4 separate regions of the Mus musculus genome follow, and regions 2, 3 and 4 are each linked to region 1. A link is a contact called in public HiChIP or PLAC-seq and promoter capture Hi-C data. All regions are on one chromosome and are shown on one strand. The core of a region is the stretch at or near the end of the contact, and the rest is flanking DNA. Distances in the headings are between cores, read along the strand shown.

Region 1 (3,444 bases), core at 444-2,943:
TTCCTGGCGACCAGCGCCTGCTGACTTGCACTTTGAATAGTTCTCCTCCCTCTTCATGTTTGAACATTCGCTTTACAGTTGTATTTTATGCTTTTTTCCTGGCAAAGAGGCCTTGCTTATGCCCAGGCTTATGCTTCTTCCTTTTGTTAAGCACCGTTCTAGAGTTCTGTGACTGTATTCTCATGAGATGGCACACAATAAAGAGTATGCACATTTCATTCTTGCTAGAGTCTACCCGTTTATGCCCAGGGCAGCTCTGTGAAGTGTGTCACTTCAATCCATGACTATCCAGAGCGCATTTTCCTGTCCTGGACTGCCTGGCCAGGTTGTGGGATCTGGAGGGCCTGTGTTTCATAATCACAGATTGTTGGAGCCTAAGTAAGTGATCTCCACCCTCAAGCCCATTAGCAAATTCATCTCACAAGCAAGCTCACAAGGCTCACAACAGGGAGAGAGTTGCTTCCCTGGGCAGTAAATGGGAAGCGTTGAAAGCTGCCCCCAAATGTCCAAAGATCACAAGTGCTCAGATGACTTCTCACAAGAGAAAAACCCATTGCTCCATGTGTTCGAATTTAGCTAGCCTTTGCTCTCAGTGACATCCTGACTTATGGACAATCTCATGTGATTCCTGGTTTTTTTTTTTCTCTCAGTTCCCAGGGAGCAAGTATCTATCTATTAAGCACATGCTCAGAGCAGCTGAGACCATCTATGGGAAATCTTGGGGTAAAATCTAGAGCGTGTAATATGAAGTGCTAGGACTTATTAGAAACCAACAACTCCCCCCCCCCCCTCTCTAAACCTTATTTTCCGTAGATCTTTCTTGAATTGTTTGCTTAAGGAGTTAAGTGCTTCCACTCACAGAAAATTTCCTTGGCACAGACATTAAATTAGCTGGGACTGAGCCTGAGCCCAGAGAGCTTCTCTCTCAAAGCTGGATGCTAGTCTTTCCCAGAGCATCCTGGAATGCTGTCTCCGGTCCTAAGCACGAGCTGGAAATCTTGGTGTATGTAAAAGTCTAGCATAGGTTGAATTTCTTTCTAGGAACCCAGAAGCTTCGATAATCTCCTTCTCTCCCACTCTACTTTCTTTCCCGTGTCTCTTTCTCTCTCTTCCCTTTTATCCCATCCCTTCTGTCTCTCTTTTCTCTCCTCCCCCTCTTCCTTCCCTATTCCTGTCAGTCTCTCTTTCTGGTGCCTTATGAGTTAAACGAATCAAGCAATAATGGTGTAAGGAACAGGAACCAGGATAGTGAATGAACCAATAAAATGGCCAGTTCTTCCCACACAATGGAGAGCAAACAAAGCGGCTCTCTGGATGGAATCCGTTCAGGAGCAAGAGGAAGACTTCCAGAACCACAGAGTTTGAGGGGCAAAGGGGAGGACCACGTTGGGATAAAGAGGGAATCTCATGGAAAAATGAGAGGCCGGCCAATGAATGGTAATAAAGAAACGTCACACTAGGAGGACTATGTCCTTTTCTTGACTGTAGTGTGTCTTATTTCTGTGGTTTTAATATACGCAGGCATATTCAGAAAACCATGAAGTCTGACTTCCTTAATTTTTGGCAAGAAGTAGAAGACAAGAATTTAGACTTCTCTACTATTGGTGACTCTTCTGTGTGCTGTTAGGGCCACGCAGTTCCCTTGAGGTGCAGGGTCAGGATGAGCCATGCCTGACTGCTCAGTGAATGGTCACTGATGCCTTCAGTGCTGGCTCCAGGCTGACACCTGCTTCACGCAGGCTGGGTTGGGCTCAGCATTACCATGCTGTGTTTTTCTTTTCACCATGGAGTCACAGCACAATGCCCTTGGGATTTGCCATGGTGATGAAATTGAATGTTAGATCACAGAAAGGATGGTAGTACTGTGTGTTGCAGTCTTTTTCTTCACTGATGGTAGTTCCTTCAACAACGTAGCAAGGATCTGAGGACTTCAGCTTCTGGCAAGGTTAAGGAAATGCAGAAGACAACTGGGAGATAGGAAAAGCTCTTGGAGAATCTTTGCTCATGCACAACTTTAAAGACAAGTGAAGTTATAAGACACATTGTATCGCTTTGGGGGAAATTGAAGAAGACATAATCAGAGGGACAGAAGCAAATGTCATAGAGGAAAGTGTACACTGTTTAAATGCACTCCGGTCTGTCAATTATGAGATGGGTACTACACCTTATAATTCTTTGTTTACAGGCATTCGGTGTCTGAAATACATTTTCCCATTAAGGCTCCAAGGTCAATGACACAGATAATTAACCAGCTGATTTAGTGCCTTTAATTTTCCTTGAAGCTTGAGTGAGACACCCCCACCATCCAGCCCAGCCTTGAGATTCCTATTCCAAGCGGGTCCTGGGACAGTGCTGCCTCTGTAATGGGACACTGATGTGATCTGTGGCTGAGGCTTTGACTAGCAGCATCATATGTCCACTTAAATGATGATGAATGCTGCCTTTGTTCCAGACAGGAAGATGTTATTATGCTGACTCATATTGGTGACTTCTCTGGGCTTCCCAGCAAGCATTGCTGCAGGATTTAATGCTGCTGATTCCTTACAGAGTTCCAGAGAGAATAAAGCAAACCGGGGAGCCCAAAGAAAGGCAAATAAAGAGCCCCAGGTGTAGTGAAGCTTAACACACCAAAGAATAAAGAGCAGCTGGTGTCTCCTCTTCTTTTTGTTTTCTCTTTCACTGTTGTGGCTGGGAGTCTGAAAGTTATTTCTACCCTCTGCCAACTTTGTTCACTTACTAGTATCTGGTCCTGTACTTCACCTATCAATAAATAGAATTTGAAATCTCTCAACCCAGGGATATTATTTCTGCTTCAACTTATTTCAGGATGCCACAACCCCAAATGAAAATCTGCAGATTGCTGATAGCTATGCCAATATCATCCAACTGCTAACCCTTCATTGGTGGCACCTATAGATAGATTGTGGGCATTGGAATACAACTGATAGGGGGGAGAGAAAGGCTGGAGGCTCGATTAAGTTCATCCTACAAGGAACCAGTTTATAGACTTTCATGCTTCGTTTTTTCAAAGGCTCCCTGTAAGTTTTAAACTACATGGCATACAGTCATCCTGGGACAAACTCCATGACAGAATAATAAGGAAACATTGTACTTGGTCGCTTCCTCCGTCCTTCCCCCTCTCTCTCCCTCCCCCCACCCTCCCTCCCTCCCTCCTTTCCTTCCTTCAATCCTTCTTTTTTGCTTTCTTCTTTTCTTTCTCTGGACATTTCTTTCATGCTAAAGAGAGAGGAATATTTGCCACAATATATTATTGCTTCAAATCACAAATAAGCATTCAGCCTTCCCTAAGATATATTTAAAGACAAACCTTTTTTTTTCTAACTTTTTAAACTTCAATTCAGAGTTGATTTCCTTTTCCTTATTTTTAGGGGACTGGGTTTCTTTCCTGTGTATCTGAATCCAGTCATGCTTTGCTTTAAGAAG
Region 2 (3,444 bases), core at 464-2,963, 920 kb before region 1:
AGGAAAAGGCAGGTTGTTTTCCCAGCTAATCAGCACAGTCATATCTTAGTATCTACGTTTTTACACTGTGAGTTTACAGGATCTTCAGATGAACTAGAAGAAAAGATACCTTCACCTCTATGCTAATGGCCCCATACTGCCATTCAGGGCGGCACCTCTTTGGTCACCCTAAGAAGTTGGTAAGTCAGTAGTTCTTTACTCTAGGGGGACATTCATTCAAAATGACAATTAAGATTTGAGGCTGTGACTTAACCTGGTTGTCAGACAATCTTCTAGAAAGGAGAGGTTTGGAGACAGACACCAGAGTCAAACCAACTGACCCTTCAGAGTCTGATCCGTCCTCTGGACAGACGAATGGGTACCTGCATTCTCCACGCCCTGGTGATTATTCCAGATAACAGATTAATCCGAGATAACGGAATTCTCGGTAGATGCCAGTGAGTGGAGTGACTAATATTAACATCCTCACTCCTACTGGATACTTCTGTGACTCTGACACTGGCTTCAAGGCTTCACAGCACCTGAGCGGATCAGCAAAGCAGAGGGGACCACACAGATGTGATGGCTGTGTGCTGCAGCATCCTGGGGCCTCTCTGCTTATCTTTTGGGTGGGCCCCATGCCTTGGTTTATCCAGACTGTAAGAACAAAAGGCCATAAACTGTGTGGCTGAGAAGCAGGAAGATCTCATGCTCTGGAGGTTGGGAAGCCCAGGTTCAAGGCATCAGCAGATTTAGTGTCCAGGGAGAAAGCTGACTCCAGGTTCAGAGACTGATGTATCACTGTGTCCTCACATGGGACCTGACACCCCTTTCCCACAGACTCTAGTCCCATCATGAGGTTCTACTCTTGACCCAACATCACATCCCAAGGCCCCACCTCCAACAGCTGTCACTTTGATGATTGCACTGCAACATATGAACTCAGGGAACAACACATTCAGGCTGTAGTAATGGTGTCTGTCTTCTTGAGACTGTGGACTGCAGCTTGAGGAGATGCAGGGAGAAAGAGGAATGAGTGGGGGAGGGTTGGATACGGTGCACACCCACCAGGTGTGCACAGGTTACACACACCAGATCACTGCCCTCATCTCGCCGGGAAACTAGGAAAAGTTGCTAGCATGCATGGGTGCTTTTAAGCTGCATTTTCTAAATTATGTTAGGCATGCAACTCACTGTTAAATAGTCGATATGAGTCATGTCCGAGTCTCTGTGGGAGTTGTGGTATGGGTGAGGATCGAACTCTGAGTTAGACTTGTGGGAGATAAGGGTGTGCAAACACACAGCCAGGTGGGTAGGTAAGCGGAAGCAAGGATTTTCCCCGTGGTGAAGGGACTGGTGTTGGAAGGAGACTCGAGTCCTTTCTAGCTTTCCTGGAATACTTACTGATATACTTATGGGACGCCTGATGTGCTGGCTCTTAGCTGTGCATGGCCAGCCCGGCCTCGGGAAGAGAACATCTGGAGGCAGGGCTTTTATATAGCACAATGAAGATGCATGGTTGAATTCAAGGGAACGACTTTAAAAATAAGATGAATAATCATGCCTTGACACAGTATGCTCAACTCCATGGCTTTTGCCCAGTAGAAGAACTGCAGTCTTTAACTTTCCAGCACAGCAGAACATTTTCCTAGAGTGCCCAGCAGAGGGAAGTAGAGTCCAACACATGTTGTCCTAACACCTAAGTAGGAAAGGACTGAGACGTCCATCCAGGCCAGTTTGCAAAAGCACCTGCCTGCTTCTCTGCGGATAAACACAGGGACCTATTATCACCAGCAGATGCAATGGTACGTTCACAGTGTGTGCTTGAGTTCACTCTTCTTCTGGGGGGCCAGAATATGAAGAGAAACTATAATTCTGAGTGTGTGTGTGTGTGCGCGCGCGCGCGCGCGCTCATAAGTGTGCATGCACATATTGGACTGGGTGCACGTGTGCACGTGTATTTAGAGGTCAGAAGTCAACCTTGGGTGGTGTTTGCCAGGAGCTGTCTACCTTGTTTTTTGAAAGGCATCTACAGGATGTCTTTCAGTGGGTAGAAGTTGCTGATTACTTAGACTGGCTGGTCCCAGAGCTTCGGGGATCCTCCCGTTTTGGCCTCCTCAGCTCTGAGATGACAAGTGTGCACCGCGAGGCCTGGCTTTGATGAGTGTGCTCTGCAGATGGAACTCAGGGCCTCCTGCTTGTGCAGCTGGAATTTGCTGATGGAGCTGCCTTCCCCACCCCCAGGACAGACTGTTGTCGTTTGAGAAGGCCTGCTTCCTGACAAAACGTTCTTTGGCAGGGAAAAAGCGATTCTGGTTCTCACGATGCCCTTGCCCCTTCATCTGTCACACTGTGCAGATTACGCAATGTGGTTCCGAGAACTGGGCTTCCATGGAATTCAAGGGATATTTTGGTTACATTTCTCCTCTTTCTTTTCAAAAACAATTGTAAAGTTTGACAGTCTGAAGTTTCTAGGAATTCTGATAAGCCTTAATTTAGAAGGCTTGCTATTTTTTACCCTGTCAATAGGACTTAAATGCCTTTACCATGGAACCTTCCAGCAAGTCATGTGTTGGAAAGAGGATGAACCAGTATAGCAACTTCTTGCTATGAAAGGCTTCATGGTTTCATCTGCAGTTACAAGACAGTCCTTGAGTATCACAGGAGATTTGTAATCTATTTTGACTTGAAGTCCAGGCAATGATATAAGAAATATTCACTAAACATGGCTGCACTTAAGGCAAATATCTATCTAAAATAATAAGCAAGCACCTCCCCTTTGAAAGATGCTTGAGCAAACCCTCACCTCTTGCAGCTTGTAGCCCACTTCCAGCCTGGTGTCCGCATACTGGTTTGTAGTAAACTGCAGTATCTTCATAGGTGCACCCGTTTCTGCCAAAACTAACCAGGAGGACCTGGGGAAGGGCAAAATTCTCCCAGGCACCCCTTGGCTCTACTGCTGTTTTCCCTTCAGGTCTCACTTCTTTCTTGCCTCAGGCCTGTGAGCCACTGTTAAGTTTGGCAGTTGTTTCAAGACCAGATAGCCTGTTCTCCTTGCTCGCTGCATATATAGGTTTGCGCCTTCGTTTCCAGATTTCCCACTGAGAACAGGATGTCTTCCTCCCAGAACAGACACTGTGGTTTTCCGCTTCATGGATGCCCACTGAACGCTATTCTGTGAGGTTTTGGACGGAAGACAGCTTTACAAGGGGAAACAGACTTGATTGTCATTAGTGATGACAAGACAGCTCCGACACACAGCTGCTCCTTGTGCAGAGTCCCACAGTATGGACAGGCTAGTTCTGGTCTAACCACTGTAAGCCCAGCACTGTAAATCAGACACTGTAACTCCTTTCTGGAATGAGAATGGTTGTCAAGAAATCACTAGCCAGAGATTCAGCCTCAGCCCCTTGTCACTGGCGCTGTGTCAGCGCGCTGTGCACTGTGTCTCCTGGGCAGCCATTT
Region 3 (3,444 bases), core at 628-3,127, 900 kb before region 1:
TGACTCAGGGACAATGAGTGCAAGTGCCTGACACAGCTCTCATTTCATAGCTGGTCTTCACGGTAGGACGGCATTATTGCTCTGAGGCACAGTTTGAAACGGGAGACTTGAAGTGACCGAGTCACACAAGTCCCCCTGCTTACCATAGTACTGTTCTAATGCTTGGCTCAGGTAGAATATTAATACATGATTCCTATCATCTATAATCAACTGGTCTCATCACCCTTCTCTTCTGATTCCCGATTCATGTTTACTTCTGAAGGACTCAGTCTTCCATCTCTTGCCAGAATTTCTGAGCAGATATGAGCAGACTTTATTTGGTGGGGGAGGGGATGCAGCCCAGGCTAGTCTCGAACTTGCTATGTAGTCCTGGAGGGCTTTGAACTCAGGTTTGTCCTGCTTCAGCCTTCCGAGTGGTGTGATTACAAGCCTGTGCTACCACACCCAGCTTATGACTATAGTATTAGTATTAGAAGCTTCTCTTTAAAAATCATAAAGGGCCGGGCAATGGTGGCGCACGCCTTTAACCCCAGCACTTCAGAGGCAGGAGCAGGCAGATTTCTGAGTTCAAGGCTAGCCTGGTCTATAGAGAGAGTTCTAGGACAGCCAGGGCTACACAGAGAAACCCTGTCTCAAAAAAAAAAAAAAAATCAGAAAGGAAGGCTCTACATTTCAGAGCCCCCTAAGGCTCTCTTTGGGAGTGTTTCTATCTCTGTTGATGGCCAAGGAGTCCACAGGAAATGGGATTGCTCTTTAGTTACTGAGCCCCACCAATGCTTAGCCCCTGTGGTGGCCACCCATGGTTGTCTGTAGGGAGTTAGGGGACAGACAGAATATGGGCACCTTGGATGGGTATCCGCAGACCTGTGTGCTAAGCTCCTTAAAGGCTGTAGTAATAGAGAGGTCTGAGGGTGAAGGGGAGGTGTGGGGAGAGCCAAAGGCCAGAGGTTGGCTCTCCATTCTTTTGGAGGACCACATAAAAGTTTGGGTGAGGATTAAAAAGTGAAACATGATCTTCTAGGGTTAAGAAGAGCTATTTACTGGAGTAGGGGGCATATCACTTAAACAGCTCCACCTGTAGCTCTTAAACAAGGAAACGTAGCTCTTCACAGCCTTGTGCTGCCCAGGCCTGAAAAGGGTCTTCATTACATCCAGGTTGTGCACGGATTCAAACAAAACTTTAAGGCTTTTAGGTTTGTGGCACAAGGGGGCAGAGATCAGGGCATGTGCCCTGTATCCTTACTTATTGACCTCCCCCACCCTGCATTTCAGCATGCCCTTAACCCTGGAGCCTGCTGATTTTGTTTGTAAGGGCATGGATCTTTTGTGATAGGCTTTCTTGGAGGTCATGGCAACGGCTGTTGCGATAGATGTGTGCTCATGCCAGCAGAAATGTTCAGAAACGACTGGGCAACTGGGCACGGTAGCCGTGTTAGGGGGCCACCAGGAAGTTTTCACTTACAACCCTCACATGTGCCTCGTATTAGTGTGCACAGGGAAGGGACACCTGTAAACTCAGTATGCAAGGATTCCTCCACCAAAGATGTCATCTTTTCGAGATGAAATCGAAAAGAACAGTGACAAATAACTCAGGATTAGTGGCGGCAAGGCCTGTTGATCCCGAGTCCTGGCTCCCAACTCCAGGGAGAGCCCTGGCACTGCCTGCAGGCTGACCTGATTCCGTCCTGCTGTCGCGTGCTGGTGAGCCTTGGCTCTGACTCCGACCCCGCAGGTCCTGCTGACCCTGGGCTGCAGAAGCCGGCGGAGAGAGGGGCCCATGGGTTGCGCCTGAGCCAGCTGGGCCACTTCACCCCAAAGGCCCGAAGGCCTGCGACCACAGCCATTGCAGCCAAGAAAAGCAAGGTTGACTGTGCAAGCAGCCTAGGCCTCGGGTTTTTCCCTTTTAGACCTGGTCACTCAGAGCCCCGCCTTCAGGGCCCCACCCCCAAAGCCCTGCCCCGGTGTCCTTCTCCTGGAGCCACGCCCCCAAACCCGGGCTGCGAAACTAGTGGAGCGGGGCGGGTGGGGTGGAGGGGCTCGGGGCCCTGCCCTGGGTGTAGGTCACAGAATGAAACTCATTTGCCAGAGCCAGTGATTTGTTTGATTTAGTCAGGCTGTGAAGGAGTTTAAGGGAGGGGAGAACTGGGTTGGCTCGTTTCTTTGTGTAGCGACACCAGGAATGTGCCGGATGTTGTGAAATGAGTGTCATCCGGTGATGAGTGGCAGGAGCTATGTACCACATTGCTGCGCCCACGCCTCCCACAGGAAACTCTCCTATGCCTTGTGGGTGATCCTGGATCACAAGGAGTGTTTAGCCTACTATAACTTTGAATGTTTTGCATCTTCCCGTGCAGACGCGGGAGACCGGTATTTATAGCTTGGGCTTTCCACATTCGCCCAGGGGAAGCCTGGAATCCGTTTCAGGATCCCAGTGGCTAGATGAGAGGCATATCCTACAGTGAAAGGCTTTTAAGTAAATCCTTGCGGTGTGGTAATTCTTGCAAATGTGGGTATTTGTGGGAGACACAGAATAAATAATCTTAGCTCTTAAGATCTTGTTGCTTCTAGAGGGAGGTGCCATCCCAGGAGCCCGAACTCTTTCCCAATGGGTTCTGCAAGGATAACAGTATATACAAGATATACAGTATATACAATACATTCATTAAATCTCAGAAAGTAAAAAGATTTACAAGGGTGTCCTATAAGATGACCAACCTGCAAGGCATTGAAGGGGCATCAGGGATGCAGCCTCTGTGAGTCTTATGTGTGCTGCTGTGGGATTTTAATCCATGCAGCTGCCTTTGAGTCTTTTGTGCTCCTGCAAGTAGCTCCTCACCCCTACCTACAGAGGTAACCCCAGTAGACTTACCGGTTCCCTAAGCTAGCCTTGGGTAGAATCGTTTCTTTGCTCTGTGGATGTCATCCTAGAAAAAGTCACACAAGGGGCTTGTTTTTTCCTTTTGTTTTGAAACGGGGTTTCTCTATGTAGTCTTGGCTGTCCTGGAACTTGGGTAGCCTCAAACCCACAGAGATCCACTTGCCTCTGCCTCGTGAGTGCCGGGATTAAAAGCATATACCGTCACTGCCCACTGCGAAGCTGTCATCCTCAGCTTTATAACAGGACAAAACAGTGTATAAGGTGATATTTCAAAATATCATTGAAGACTCTCCCACTACCCTTCACCCCTCCATTTCCTTGACTGTTGTTCTATCTAAAAAGCTAGATTATTCTTTGTTTCTGTGAAGAAACCCAGAATCCAGAAGAATCCAGCTGGTTAGAGGGTTGCAATTCTTGACCTCTGGGTTTTTAAAGCTTGACTCGTAGGGATGGAAGGCTACAAAGCAAGCATAATAAATTAGACTTGCCTTGATAGAGCTGGCCTATGAGTTTTGAAATGATCTCCCTGACCTCGGTGGTGTGATGTGACCACTGAGTAGCAGGTA
Region 4 (3,444 bases), core at 699-3,198, 560 kb before region 1:
TTTGTCATTTTCCACCTCTTAAATCAGAAACACAGTGAACTTCAAATCTTTAGAACAAAATGTGGGAAGCCTGCAGCTCCACCAGGCAACATTCCAGCCCTGTCCTTCATCCTTCTGGGTAGGATGTTGTCATGGCTGGTTGTGTTCTTAGACTACATGCTCTAACTTAGACCTACTTTCTAGAAGCTCTGCTTGCTTCTACTGCTGCTATGCACGTATAAGACAACTCTTAGCCTTCCATGCTTGGGGGCAGTTACTGGGAGACATTGAAATAGATGGAGCAGAGATGCCAAGGTGGAGGAACTGGTCAGGCACCTGTGCAGGACCTTTGGGACAGCTTGGTTGTCCCAGCCTAAAGCTTCCCTCTTCTATGACATAAATCTTTTCTTGAATAAAGAATAAGAGGGGTGAAAAAGTTCTTTCAAACACAGATACATTGAGAAGATTTATACTACCTTGGAAAATACATTATATATTTTGGAATTATGCTATCTTGGAAAATATATTTTAAAATCTTGGAGGCTATGGGTTGGCTAAGTTCAGGGAGTATCAGGTAAGGACCACACGGAGCATCTGGAGAACCGTCAGAGGAGGACTTCAACTGTGGAGAGCAACTCTTACAAACTAGCTAATGTTATTCTACATTAGATAATCATGGTATCAAACTTAACACTTATCAATTCAGCTGTCAACATCTGATTATCTCTAAAAGCCTCGGACAATAGAAGCAGAGGTTTGAGAAAGTTTAGTTGAATAAAATATTTCCATTTAAAAAAAATAAAGCTTTTCTTTGAGAACACTGAATGGATCAATTATTTCCCCTGACCCTTTAAATTCTCACTCATGCTGTCTAGACAAAAAAGCTGGATACAGTGAAAGGGGTGACAAACTTATGTAAGAGAGGTCTAGATAATTGGCCTGACAATAGAGTTGATGTGTCACCTGACTATTAAGTTGTTACATTTAATTACTCTTCAGAGGCCTTCACTTACAGACCTAAGTTAGTTAAAATGGCAGACACACCCAAGACTATAGACAAGCATTCTTGTGCGCACTGTGGAGATGGCACTAAGCAGAACTAGGAGTGACCACAAGCAGGTGACATTTATTTGCAAGCCACTCTTTTTAGGTGATATAGATCACATACAAGAGAGAAAAAGGAAGGAATGTATTAGAACACATTGAGCCTGCTAAGCTATAAGCTAATAAATGAGGATCTGGGGAAAGTAACTGAAATTATGGGAGATAAATATGAATACAGTTAGTTTCACTTCCATATTTGACTATGTCGGTAAGATCACAAATGTGCTCTGGTACACAGTGACATTCTCTTCATAAACTGCTAGAAGACAGATCAAAACAATGACTCCACAATGCAAATAAAGAGCAGTGTAAGCTAGGGTAATGTACTCAAGTCCTCTCTTCTTTTAGCCACATAAAGGAACTTAAAAATGACTCTCCGCCAAGTGTTTATGACTTGTTACAGTAAAAGAATCATAGTTTTAAGGACAATATGTTAAGCCATGCGGAAGAATCACATAATTTGAACCAAGAAAAGGAAGGGAGCATTTCACTTATATTTAGAAAAAAATCATCAGATAAAGGCTCTTGGGTGGATATATGTGCTCAGAGTATTTTTATCTTAATTTAGATATTAATATACAAAAATATAAAAAAATTCCTATGTTTATATATTAATCAAACTATCTAGATGCAAGCCCTGAATGACACATGCTCTTTTTGGTCTTTCTGATCTGGCTTTACCTTTAGCTGGCTGTGCTTTTTAGCGTCACTCATTAATATACAAGGGAAAAGTAAATTTTTCAAACAGTTTAACCTAGCAACTCATCTGTGAACCCTTTTAGCGAGGGGCTGGCCTTATAGCAGGGATGTGGTCCAAGTCTAGGCTAAGATGTGTCATCTACCTATTTTCTCTCTGGCTGCTTTGTTCATGGAAAATATCTGGTTCTGTTCAGAAAACCAGACTCTTCTCATGATCATATCATATACTAGCCACAGTATCGTAGCTAATCATTCCTGGGACACAGCTGGGGAGGAAACAATATGTAAGCTGACAAGAACTGAAAGAGTATCTCGTGATTACCTGGAGAGAATTATCTGTAACAGGTGACATCATCTCTTTTGAGGATACTTCACCCTGAGGGGGTTCCCCTTAATATTTAATCTGAGACAAGTAGAAAATGCTCCCTCCTAGTTGATGCTGAGGTTGGCAAGGAGGCTAGCAGTAGTAGCACTTAACAATCAAGAAGGAATAGATTTCCATTTGTGCATAATTTTTAATTAAACATGGTTCACACTGACTGGTAGGTAGGGATACGTGAAATTAAGAACATTCTTTCTTGTCACGAACTATGCATATTTCTATTAACCAAATTACAAAAACTGAAAAGCAGCAACTCAATTTGAAACTATTGTCCTTGCCAGAGCAAACTTTGTGTAACATGTGACCCCACACAAGGACTAGCTGTGGTTTCTCATCATTCCACACAGTTCCCCTTGGGTCCTCACAATAAGAATGGGAAAAGGCCGGCAACACAAAACAAAGCAGGCATGGAGGGACAGGACACGGACATGTGGACACACAGCAGTCAGAGCACGTGCTGAGGGGGACAACCATTCCCACTGGCCTGTGACTCTGCAGACCAAGGACAGGCAGGCGATCAAATCAAAGTCCTTGTTTGAGGGGAACTAGGTCCTGGGGCAAGAGAAGCAGCATGAGGGATGGATGCACACACATCCGAAACTCGGGTGAAGGGCAGTAGGCTGGCACTGCTGTAGGACAGGGTCAAAAAGAGGAGCTGCACCAGAAACAGGACCGGGCCTCCAGGCTCCTAGGTGGCTGCTGGAAATGTAAAAGCTGGAGGCAGTTTTAACTGGAATAAAACATTCTGCTGTCACAGGTTACCAGGCCGTGTACTATACGCTAATATCACAAAAGCTATCATATGTGGCAGGAAACATTTTTTTTTCTTCAGGATCAGATAAAATTATGTTTGTTTGTTTGTTTGTTTGTTTGTTTTCGGCCTCCCTCGAGCATCTAAATGAAACGATTTAATAAACCTGAAGATTGTCTACTTATGAAAATATGGTTTCTTACTAGGATTGCACGAGTTAACCTTCACGTGGACACACTTTAGACATTTAAAGGCTTTCCTTACATTTCCTGCCTGTGTGGGAGGGGAGTGGGACATGCTTGTGGAGGCCAGAGGACAGCTTGTACAAGCTTGTGGTCTCTTCCTACTAGGTGGGGCTCCAGGGGTTGGACCCTTACCTGAACCATACCATCTTGCTGATACAATCTTTTTTTTTTTCTCTTCAAGCTATTATCTTTTGAACTTTTAAATTACAGTTTTTGCTTTAAAATAATTATGGTCTGATCATTCAGTAAAACAGTTTTCTACTTACTAACTCATGGCTTAAAGT

What was found. Promoter capture Hi-C pulls out the DNA fragments that hold promoters and counts their contacts. HiChIP or PLAC-seq counts read pairs in DNA pulled down with a chosen protein or histone mark.
Region 2: a promoter capture Hi-C map of pre-B cells shows a contact between it and region 1, with 3 times the contacts expected there. The contact joins the promoter of A230108P19Rik here to the enhancer-like site in region 1. A contact is called at or near these places in 5 of 39 promoter capture datasets (the C10 cell line, the HPC-7 cell line, embryonic stem cells and 2 more).
Region 3: a contact with region 1 is called in an H3K27ac HiChIP or PLAC-seq map of the NIH/3T3 cell line, with 5 times the contacts expected there. The contact joins the promoter of Echdc3 here to the enhancer-like site in region 1. A contact is called at or near these places in 3 of 39 promoter capture datasets (the C10 cell line, embryonic stem cells and pre-B cells), 1 of 484 Hi-C or Micro-C datasets (embryonic fibroblasts) and 2 of 115 datasets of contacts at active chromatin or transcription factors (the NIH/3T3 cell line and large pre-B cells).
Region 4: a contact with region 1 is called in an H3K27ac HiChIP or PLAC-seq map of large pre-B cells, with 6 times the contacts expected there. The contact joins two enhancer-like sites. A contact is called at or near these places in 1 of 484 Hi-C or Micro-C datasets (pre-B cells) and 2 of 115 datasets of contacts at active chromatin or transcription factors (the 230-238 cell line and large pre-B cells).

The regions. Positions count from the first base shown.
Region 1 is chr2:7,113,603-7,117,046 of GRCm38.p6, forward strand. It overlaps a transcript of Celf2 not described here. Among named protein-coding and RNA genes, the nearest start is that of 5031426D15Rik, 190 kb to the left of the region's middle. Within about 2 kb of position 1,694, at least 75 of the 459 cell types and tissues checked have an H3K27ac peak or open chromatin away from gene starts, as enhancers often do. A contact at or near this core is called in the NIH/3T3 cell line, embryonic fibroblasts and pre-B cells, where this site is marked.
Region 2 is chr2:6,191,538-6,194,981 of GRCm38.p6, forward strand. A230108P19Rik (RIKEN cDNA A230108P19 gene) reads left to right here and starts at 1,714. Exons shown (of 7, transcript NR_040333.1): 1 at 1,714-1,784. All of the region lies in intron 4 of Echdc3 (enoyl Coenzyme A hydratase domain containing 3), which reads right to left.
Region 3 is chr2:6,211,117-6,214,560 of GRCm38.p6, forward strand. Echdc3 (enoyl Coenzyme A hydratase domain containing 3) reads right to left here and starts at 1,878. Exons shown (of 5, transcript NM_024208.4): 1 at 1,675-1,878. The coding sequence starts at 1,844. The region is part of intron 1 of A230108P19Rik (RIKEN cDNA A230108P19 gene); the gene reads left to right.
Region 4 is chr2:6,555,898-6,559,341 of GRCm38.p6, forward strand. The region is part of intron 10 of Celf2 (CUGBP, Elav-like family member 2); the gene reads right to left. Among named protein-coding and RNA genes, the nearest start is that of Gm52546, 80 kb to the left of the region's middle. Within about 2 kb of position 1,949, at least 11 of the 459 cell types and tissues checked have an H3K27ac peak or open chromatin away from gene starts, as enhancers often do.